2 separate regions of the Mus musculus genome follow, and region 1 is linked to region 2. Evidence: chromatin contacts called from public promoter capture Hi-C data. All regions are on one chromosome and are shown on one strand. The core of a region is the stretch at or near the end of the contact, and the rest is flanking DNA. Distances in the headings are between cores, read along the strand shown. Region 1 holds the start of Tpm3 (tropomyosin 3, gamma). Region 2 has its middle 11 kb from the start of She.

Region 1 (4,155 bases), core at 207-2,706, 250 kb after region 2:
ACCGTGCCTGGCGATTCTTTTTCTAACTAAATTTCTCTCCACAACTCTCCTAAAAGAGATGTATATAGAGCCCATGTTAACCCGGAAGGCTCATGTGGAAGTGGGAGAGAGCTGAAATTTGAGGAGCAACTCTTCATATATCTTGCCCCCTATGGTAGAAAGGATGTATCTCTCCTCCTTGTCTTCTGCTCTTGTCTTTTTCTCCTCTCTATTGCCCTCTTCTCTATCAACCCATACATGTCCTTTCTCTGGTTCTCTCTTGTCCCCTTTTCCTGACTGGCCTCTCAATTGGGGGTGCTTGTTTTCTTTGCTTTCTTCCAACAGTTAGCTGGAAGTCTCTCCTCCCAGTCTGTTAGTATCAGTCTGTTCTTAACAGGGAGGCTCTCGAGAGGGAGCCGGCTCTGCCCCTGCCCCCACCCTGATGCTTGACTCCGGTCCCACACTGCTGTGGTTTAGCCTCAACACTAACTATCCTTGACATTATGAATTAATTAGAACCACTTCTACTTGCTCTGCTAGCTCCAGTCCGGTCACCTTGAACAGTGTCCACTCCTCTGGCATAGATGGGTATATGGCAACTGTGTATGGGATCAATTGCCACCTGTCAATAGCAAGATTCCAAGTGGAATTATGAGCATAGCTGGCACTACACTGGGGGAAGTAGAGCTGGTGGACACTATAATGGCATGGTGGACAGCGGGCTGGGGAGGGGGCCACAGAGGGAGCAGTTGAAGAGGAGTAGAGGAAAGCGACAGTCTTCAGTATGTCAGACCTTCTATTTTAAGGTCGCTATGAGAAAACGTGATCCTGTTCTGTGACCTCCTTGTTTCTCATCCCACTTGACACCCTGAGATACCCTTTCAGATCCCAGGCCTTCAACTTTATCCTATGGCCTTTACAGACTAATGTCTCCTTGCCTATTAGAGAATCCCAAAATAGCCCAGCAATCCCAACTGTCAATCTGGGGGAATTGTCAACGATCATGAGTGACCTCCCATCGTCACTGTTGACCACGCTCCTTAGATACCAGGAATCCAAAGACCAAACCAGTAGAGTTTGGTCCATATCCAATATAGTCCAAGGGGAGAATGAGAGATCTGAAGGCTACTAGGACCCCTCTGGTGGCGAGAACTGCTAAAGTACCCTTCTGTGCTTCAGTGTTCCCCCCTCTTCTGTTCCTCTACTTTTGAGGGACCCACAGAGCTGCCAAGAACGAGTGGAAAGTTTCAAGGTCAGGGAGAACCTCCCCCACCCCCACTTTCCATTGTCTAAAATCAGCCTCAGCTGTTCCTCAATTTTTTTTTTCTTGCTGGTGATGTCAGTCTATCAATGTGTCTGACCCTGTGTTCCCCCAGGGGAACAGTGAAGGGATGGGAGGGAGCTAGAAAGACCATGTTAGGAAGAAGAGGTGGAGCCGCAAGCACAGATAAAGGTTCAAACCTGGGGAACTTTGAGTGACCCGGGTGGCAGCCCTTCCTCTCTGGCCCCAGCCTCCAGTTCTCCAGTGTTCACAGGTGAGCCCACCAACGGTCACAGCTCATGATGGAGGCCATCAAGAAAAAGATGCAGATGCTGAAGTTAGACAAAGAGAATGTTCTGGACCGAGCTGAGCAAGCTGAAGCTGAGCAGAAACAGGCAGAAGAAAGAAGCAAGCAGGTAGGTGCTGGTATGGACCTTTCCCACTTGCTGGTTGCAAGACAGAGATGGTCCAGGCAATGGTGGCACACACCCCTGTAATCCCAGCACTCAGGAGGCTGAGTTTCAAGGCAGCCAGAGGGGCAGGGGGTTCATGGGAGAGGCAGTGACCACTGGGCCAGCTTCTTTTTTGGGTGGGAGGAATGCCCCAGTCTCAATGAAGCCCCTCCCCCTGAACATCTAGGGCAGCAGTTCTCAACCTGAGAGTTGAGACCCCTTTGGGTCATTAACCCTTTCACAGGGGTTGCCTAAGACCATCAGAAAACACAGATACTTACATTATGATTTAAACAGTAGCAAAATTAACAGTTATGAAATAGCAATGAAAATAATTTTATGCGTGGGGGTCTCCACCACATGAGGAACTGTATGAAAAGGTCTCAGCACTAGAAAGGCTGAGCACCATTGCTTTAGGGTAGCCCCTTTGCACTGTCATGTGACCTTGAGAAAGCCGGTGGCCTCTTCCTAGCCACAGTGTGCCTGCAGGACTTAAGTAGAAGTAGACCACATTTTGAAGAATGTCTTACTTCTAAAGCAAAGGGTAAGGAATGATCCAACTCTCTCTGTCTCTCTGTCTCTCTCTGTAACATCACAGAAATAAGCTTCCCCACTAGATGTTTATCATTCAACAGTCTTGCATTAAAGCACCAGATGACTTGGTCACCTTGGGGCCAGACATTATAGGGTCTGAGGTGAAGCCATAGCCTGATGCCTGGAGCATGGCTGAAGAAGTGTGTCTCTCCTGGGGCTGGGCTCAGTGCTCTTTGGAGTCCAAGTATACACTGTTGTGTTTATGTCTTTGTGTGTTACTCTCTGGGCTCTGGCTCCAGCTAGAGGATGAACTAGCAACCATGCAGAAGAAGCTGAAAGGGACAGAGGATGAGCTGGACAAGTATTCGGAAGCTTTAAAGGATGCTCAGGAGAAGCTGGAGCTAGCAGAGAAGAAGGCAGCCGACGTGAGTATTGGGGGATGGCTTATTTGCCTTCTTACCCATAGACTGTGGGGACATATGCCAACATAATACTCTTGCACATGACAATGCGCTGGCATGCTCTTCTGTTGGGGTATACTTTCTTACTCAAAGACATGTTGAGATTGAGGGCATAGTTCAGTGGCAGCATGCTTTCCTAACGTGCATGGATCCCTGGGTTCTACACTAGCACACATGCACGAGAGAGAGAGAGAGAGAGAGAGAGAGAGAGAGAGAGAGATCTCATTTCTGCACTATTCAACCTCCTTCGCAGTAATCTAATGACCTTTTCCAGAACCTGGACAAAGGAGGGGCCTCCACATCCAGATGCATGCTCTCAGGTATCCACTCCCCCACCCCCCCATGCCACATTCTTAGCTTTTGTGTACAAGGTTTGGCATGTGCATGTGTGTATTAATAGGGAGCCTCTCATCTCTCAGTTACCCAAGAAAGCCAGCTTAGATTTCACAATAGAAAATGGAGGTCACACTGACCTTGGCCCTATATGGGTTTATTTGTCCTAGCCAAGGTGGACATCTGCCTTTATGCCATAGAGATGCTACAGAGAACTCTGATCATAGGAGAGCAGTGACGTATCAAGGGTGAACTATAACAGAAACTGGGAAGCAGGCTAAGGCAGTACCCCTAGATCTTACTCTACAGCCCTGAATAAATTACATAGTTCTTAAGAGCCTTTTCCCCTCTTAAAACGAAAATGAATTGCCTCTGCCCACCTCCTACTACAGTTTGGTACCCACTTTCCTTCATTTCCAACACTGACGTTTGCTGCAAAGAGAAACACAAGACTATATAGGACATCTGCTTTGAAGAAAAGTACCACAGGATGGTTTATTTTTTATTTGGGGTGCTGGGGATTAAATTCAGCCCTCCAACCAGCTACATTTACCTAGCCCATAGGGGTTTTAACAAAAACAACAAAAGGATATGTCAGTTACACAGGCATATCATACACAGTTCTCAGCATCCAGGTGAGGAGAAAACTAGAAGCTGATGTTATTTTAAATCATGTTTGGTTTTGGAAAACAGCTTAAAGGACAGAGTGGATCACTCCCGACGGACGCATTTAGATGCTCACGTTCAGTCTTTGCTGGGAGGCATCTGCTCTTCTCTTTCTTTCTTTTTTTTTTTTTTTCTAATATATTTTCTAGATGTATTTATTTGCTGGGCAGTGGTGGCGCACGCCTTTAATCCTAGCACTTGGTAGGCAGAAGCAGGCGGATTTCTGAGTTTGAGGCTAGCCTGGTCTACAGAGTGAGTTCCAGGACAGCCAGGGCTACACAGAGAAACACTGTTTCAAAAAAAAACAACAAAAAAAAAACCAAAAAACAGCCGGGCGTGGTGGCGCACACCTTTAATCCCAGCACTTGGGAGGCAGAGGCAGGCAGATTTCTGAGTTCGAGGCCAGCCTGGTCTACAAAGTGAGCTCCAGGACAGCCAGGGCTATACAGAGAAACCCTGTCTTGAAAAC
Region 2 (3,919 bases), core at 938-3,437:
AAGAACATAAGATTAGGGACAACTGGACCTAGGGTCAACTTTTAGTTGACTACCTTCGTGGTCTTTGTCCTTAGTGCAGAGATTTCAGTTCTCGGGGCTTTGGCTGCCTCATCCAGGAATCTGGGACATCCCCCACTTCCCACCTGAGTTACAACTAACAACAAAGCCACGCCCGTGAAGCATTTGGTCTACTTCCTGCACTAGGACTGATAGCCACGCCAGACCATCCCGTGGAAGAATGAGGAGCTGGGGATGAAGGCTGAGTGTGACTGGCTGGTGAGAGGGCACATAGACCAGGAAGTTTTTAACAATGTCTGACATGCAGCACAGGCTTGCTTCAGCTCCTAAAAGTTCATGGTGTTGAGAGGGAGGACCTGGGGGGCGGGGGGCAGGTGTAATTGGCAATTAAAGCGGTGAGTTATGTGTGTTAAAGAGCAAGGCCACCCTGTGTGGTCTTCCACTGACACACAAGTAAAAGCGTGAAAGATGTAAAGGAAAACAACACTTGCACATCTAACTCTCCCTATCCTTCTTCTGGGAAATACTTGGTGACACTGGCCTCAGCAAACACTGCTGAGTGCTGGGTGCTGAGTGCTATGTGCTGCATGCTGGGTGCTGAGTGCTGGGTACTTGCCAGAGCTAACCAATCAGTCAGCGTGGGAACCATGACTGGGGAGTGAAGATGATTATAGGAAAGGCAGAAAGAAGATGTAAGAGACAGGGATGGGAGGGCTGCAGATTAACACCATGCCAGCAAGCAAGTGTATTTTCTCCGTGTCTTTTAAAGGCAAGCAACACAAAGCATGACCAATTCCAGGAATATAAACAATGACCACAAATCCTTACTTGGCAAGTATATGGTACACAGTATCTATGTTTGACTAAGGCCGTTTCCTTCAGGCTAGGACAGTCTCAAGGACATATGCTGTAAGCAGAGTTATAATACACATCTTAATTAAAAACAAAGACAGATGTCGGTGGACTCATTTATGCTTAATCACAAGCAAGAAGTCAGTCAAAGTTAACTCTGGAAGTGCTCCCCATATGTGCTGGGTGCTGGGTGCTGAGTGCTGAGTGCTGGATGCTCAGTACTGGATACTGAGTGCTAGCCTCACATCCCTATCCTCTAGGCAGGAGCTCAGCTCTCATCACTCTTGAGAAGAGAGTAAAGGAGAGATCCAAGCTTTTAGTAAGGTTCTAGAAAGTGCTTTAGAACAAATGAAGACATGCTTCAGGGAGCTGCCTAGAATGATGAGGGGGACAGGGTGAGTATCCAAGGCAGGCCAGAGAGAATCTGCAAAGTCAAGGAGAGGAGCCACCAAGGCTCCCTGTGGACACTACAGGCAATCGGAGCCAGCTGCCCTGCACATGTGCCACTGGCCAGTCAGGTGAGGTAGGTGCTGGAGCAGTCAGCGAGTTGCTCAGGAAAGCTGTGTCTCTGTGGCCACACTCCATCCACCGACTACAAGATGCAGTCAAAGGGCTTAACCAGATTGGTGGCATTCCTGTCACCATTCCAGATAGACCATTTTGGAAATGTCAGAGAGTATGACGGGCCAAAATGAAACCACCATCAGGTTGGCCAGGACACAGTGGAGGTGACAAGGGAGACGTGAGAAAGGAAGCAATGGGGCTGGAGAGATGGTTCAGAGGTTAGGAGCACTGACTGCTCTTCCAGAGCTCCTGAGTCTGATTCCCAGCAACCACATGGTGGCTCAAAACTATCTGTAATGGGATCTGATGCCCTCTTCTGGTGTGTCTGAAGACAGCTACAGTGCACTCATATTAAATAAATAAATCTTTTTTAAAAAAGAAAGAAAAGAAAGGAAGCAACAGCCAGTGAGTGCAGGATGGACAGAATCCACACAGACGACAAGGCCGTTCTTCACCAGAAGCTAGGCACAGTGGCATTCGTCAATGAGACTGCACTCAGGGTCCCTCACTTACCCACTCCCCAGGCACACTCACCTGGGAGCAGCTGCCTCTCCGACACTTCATTCTCCCAGACAGTTTATCAGAAGCCACAATGTCAATGCTGTTCAAACACGGCATCAGCACTGCACTGCCAAACCCAGATGCCCAACAAAAAGGAAGAGCAAGAGTCTCTGCAGACCTCCGCTCCCCTCCTGACTGAGTACCTCCTCCACTCAGAGGCAGGAAGCAAGTCTCTCTGGGTCATGCAACCACACAAAGCACACTGAGGCTGTTATCAACGGGTAAGAAATGCTGAGGATGATTGGGGAGGGAGGGGACACTGTGTGAGGCAGCGTCGTGCTTCAAACACGAGACAATCCTCTTGCTCCTTTCTGCTCCATAGTGCTGACATTACACTTCCAAGGTAATTCTTTTTTAAAATGTATTTATATGTATTGTGTCTTTGTGAGTATGTGCCAGGTGTGGGCAGGTCCCCACAGAGGCCAGAAAAGGGCATTTGAGCCATACAGTGTGGGTGCTAGAAACCAAACTCTGGTCCTCTGTAAGAGCAGCAAGTGCTCTCAAGTGGGGAGTCATCTCTCCAGCCTTCCAAAGGGGATGCTTGGCTTTGTGAGAAGGGTGGAGATGGGGCTGGCAAAGATAAGGGACTTACATGCTATAGCTGTTTTCCAGCAAGCTTCTACAAAGCAAGGCAGCCAGGTTGGAGAGAGGCCAGGGGAATTTCCACTCAGTAGGCAGTTAGGTAAGGGAACGTCCCCTGGCCCTCCGAGGCCTCCTGATCCATAGGACCCAGAAATATAGGAAACCTTGGAAGGCACCACTAAGCAATTTACATTAAAATAAATTCTCTGCGTGGGCCCCGTGTAATCACGTGGTCCTTGAAAATGGAAGAGGGAGGCAGAAAAGAGGTTTAAAAAAAAAAAAAAGATGGGAGCAGCACCCTGGAGTTCCGTGGACCCGTGTCTTACTTCAACAGTGTTTGGACGGAACAGATCCAGGGACTTCCTCTTTGTTAGCTTCCAGCCACCTTACAGTCTCTCCAACCGCAGCCCTCTGGGACCATCTCCTCAGAGCCTTCGGCTCCAAGAGCCAGCCAGCACCTCTTCCTGGTTAGCTCCATACTCCACATCAGCCATTACCTCTCAGATTCATCAGAATTATTCCATCGAAGTGGAAGCTTCTGTGAACCGCCAGGTATACTTGTACCTCTCTCTGGGCTACTATAGATTGGGTGTAGGCCACTTTTTCTACGAATTGACCAAGGAGAAGCACTGTTATCAAGTGTCTCCTCAAGATACAGAACGAACTCGGGGGCGGGGGCGGGGGCGGAGGGAGGAGCGCACTCTTCCAGGATGCGCAGAAGCCATCTCTAGATGAATGGGGTAAACCCCAGGAAGCCATGGGTACTGCCTTGGCCCTGGAGAAGAACCTGTACCAGGCTGCCTTGGGTCTTCAATCCCTGGGTTCTGCCCGCACAAACCCTCATCTCTGTGACTTCTTGGAAGAACCACTTCCTAGATGAAGAGATGAAGCTCATCAAAAAGATGGGCAACCACGTGACCAATCTCTGTTAGGCTGGTTGGGTCACAGCCAACACAGACTGGCATGCCCCAGCCACCTCCGGGTGAATATCACTCTGAGCAGCTCATTCTCAAGCTTGACTCGGAGACCCCCTCACCTTCCAAGGGCTCCCTCCTCTGCTCGGCACCAGCCCACCTCAAGACCTCCACCTGAATGAACCTCTGAAGCCACTAGACAGCTTCGTAACGACCCTGCAGCCCCCTACAAGTCATGGACCAAGTAAAATTAAAACTTTTTGAAACAGGAAAAAAAAAAAGGAAGTCTAGTAGTAAGGTTAAAGTCATCTGAAATGAGAAACAACCATAGCTGCTGGTGAGAGAGGAGGGTCCACCAGCCAAGGAGCCAGGGAGCCTGCAGAAACTTGAAAAGACAAGGACTGGGAGTCCCCAGTTCTGGCCCCTTA

What was found. Promoter capture Hi-C pulls out the DNA fragments that hold promoters and counts their contacts.
Region 1: a promoter capture Hi-C map of the HPC-7 cell line shows a contact between it and region 2. The contact joins the promoter of Tpm3 here to the enhancer-like site in region 2. A contact is called at or near these places in 10 of 39 promoter capture datasets (3T3-L1-derived adipocytes, the C10 cell line, the HPC-7 cell line and 5 more), 1 of 15 datasets of contacts at CTCF or cohesin (pro-B cells), 18 of 484 Hi-C or Micro-C datasets (the G1E-ER4 cell line, the HL-1 cell line, the P5424 cell line and 8 more), 13 of 115 datasets of contacts at active chromatin or transcription factors (acute myeloid leukemia, bone marrow-derived macrophages, embryonic stem cells and 3 more) and 2 of 9 other capture datasets (adipose tissue and macrophages).

What each region holds. Positions count from the first base shown.
Region 1 is chr3:90,071,195-90,075,349 of GRCm38.p6, forward strand. Tpm3 (tropomyosin 3, gamma) reads left to right here and starts at 1,457. Exons shown (of 10, transcript NM_001293748.1): 1 at 1,457-1,656; 2 at 2,526-2,651. The coding sequence starts at 1,540.
Region 2 is chr3:89,817,929-89,821,847 of GRCm38.p6, forward strand. It overlaps the pseudogene Gm8969. Among named protein-coding and RNA genes, the nearest start is that of She, 11 kb to the right of the region's middle. Within about 2 kb of position 2,188, at least 26 of the 459 cell types and tissues checked have an H3K27ac peak or open chromatin away from gene starts, as enhancers often do. A contact at or near this core is called in the HPC-7 cell line, the P5424 cell line and Th1 cells, where this site is marked.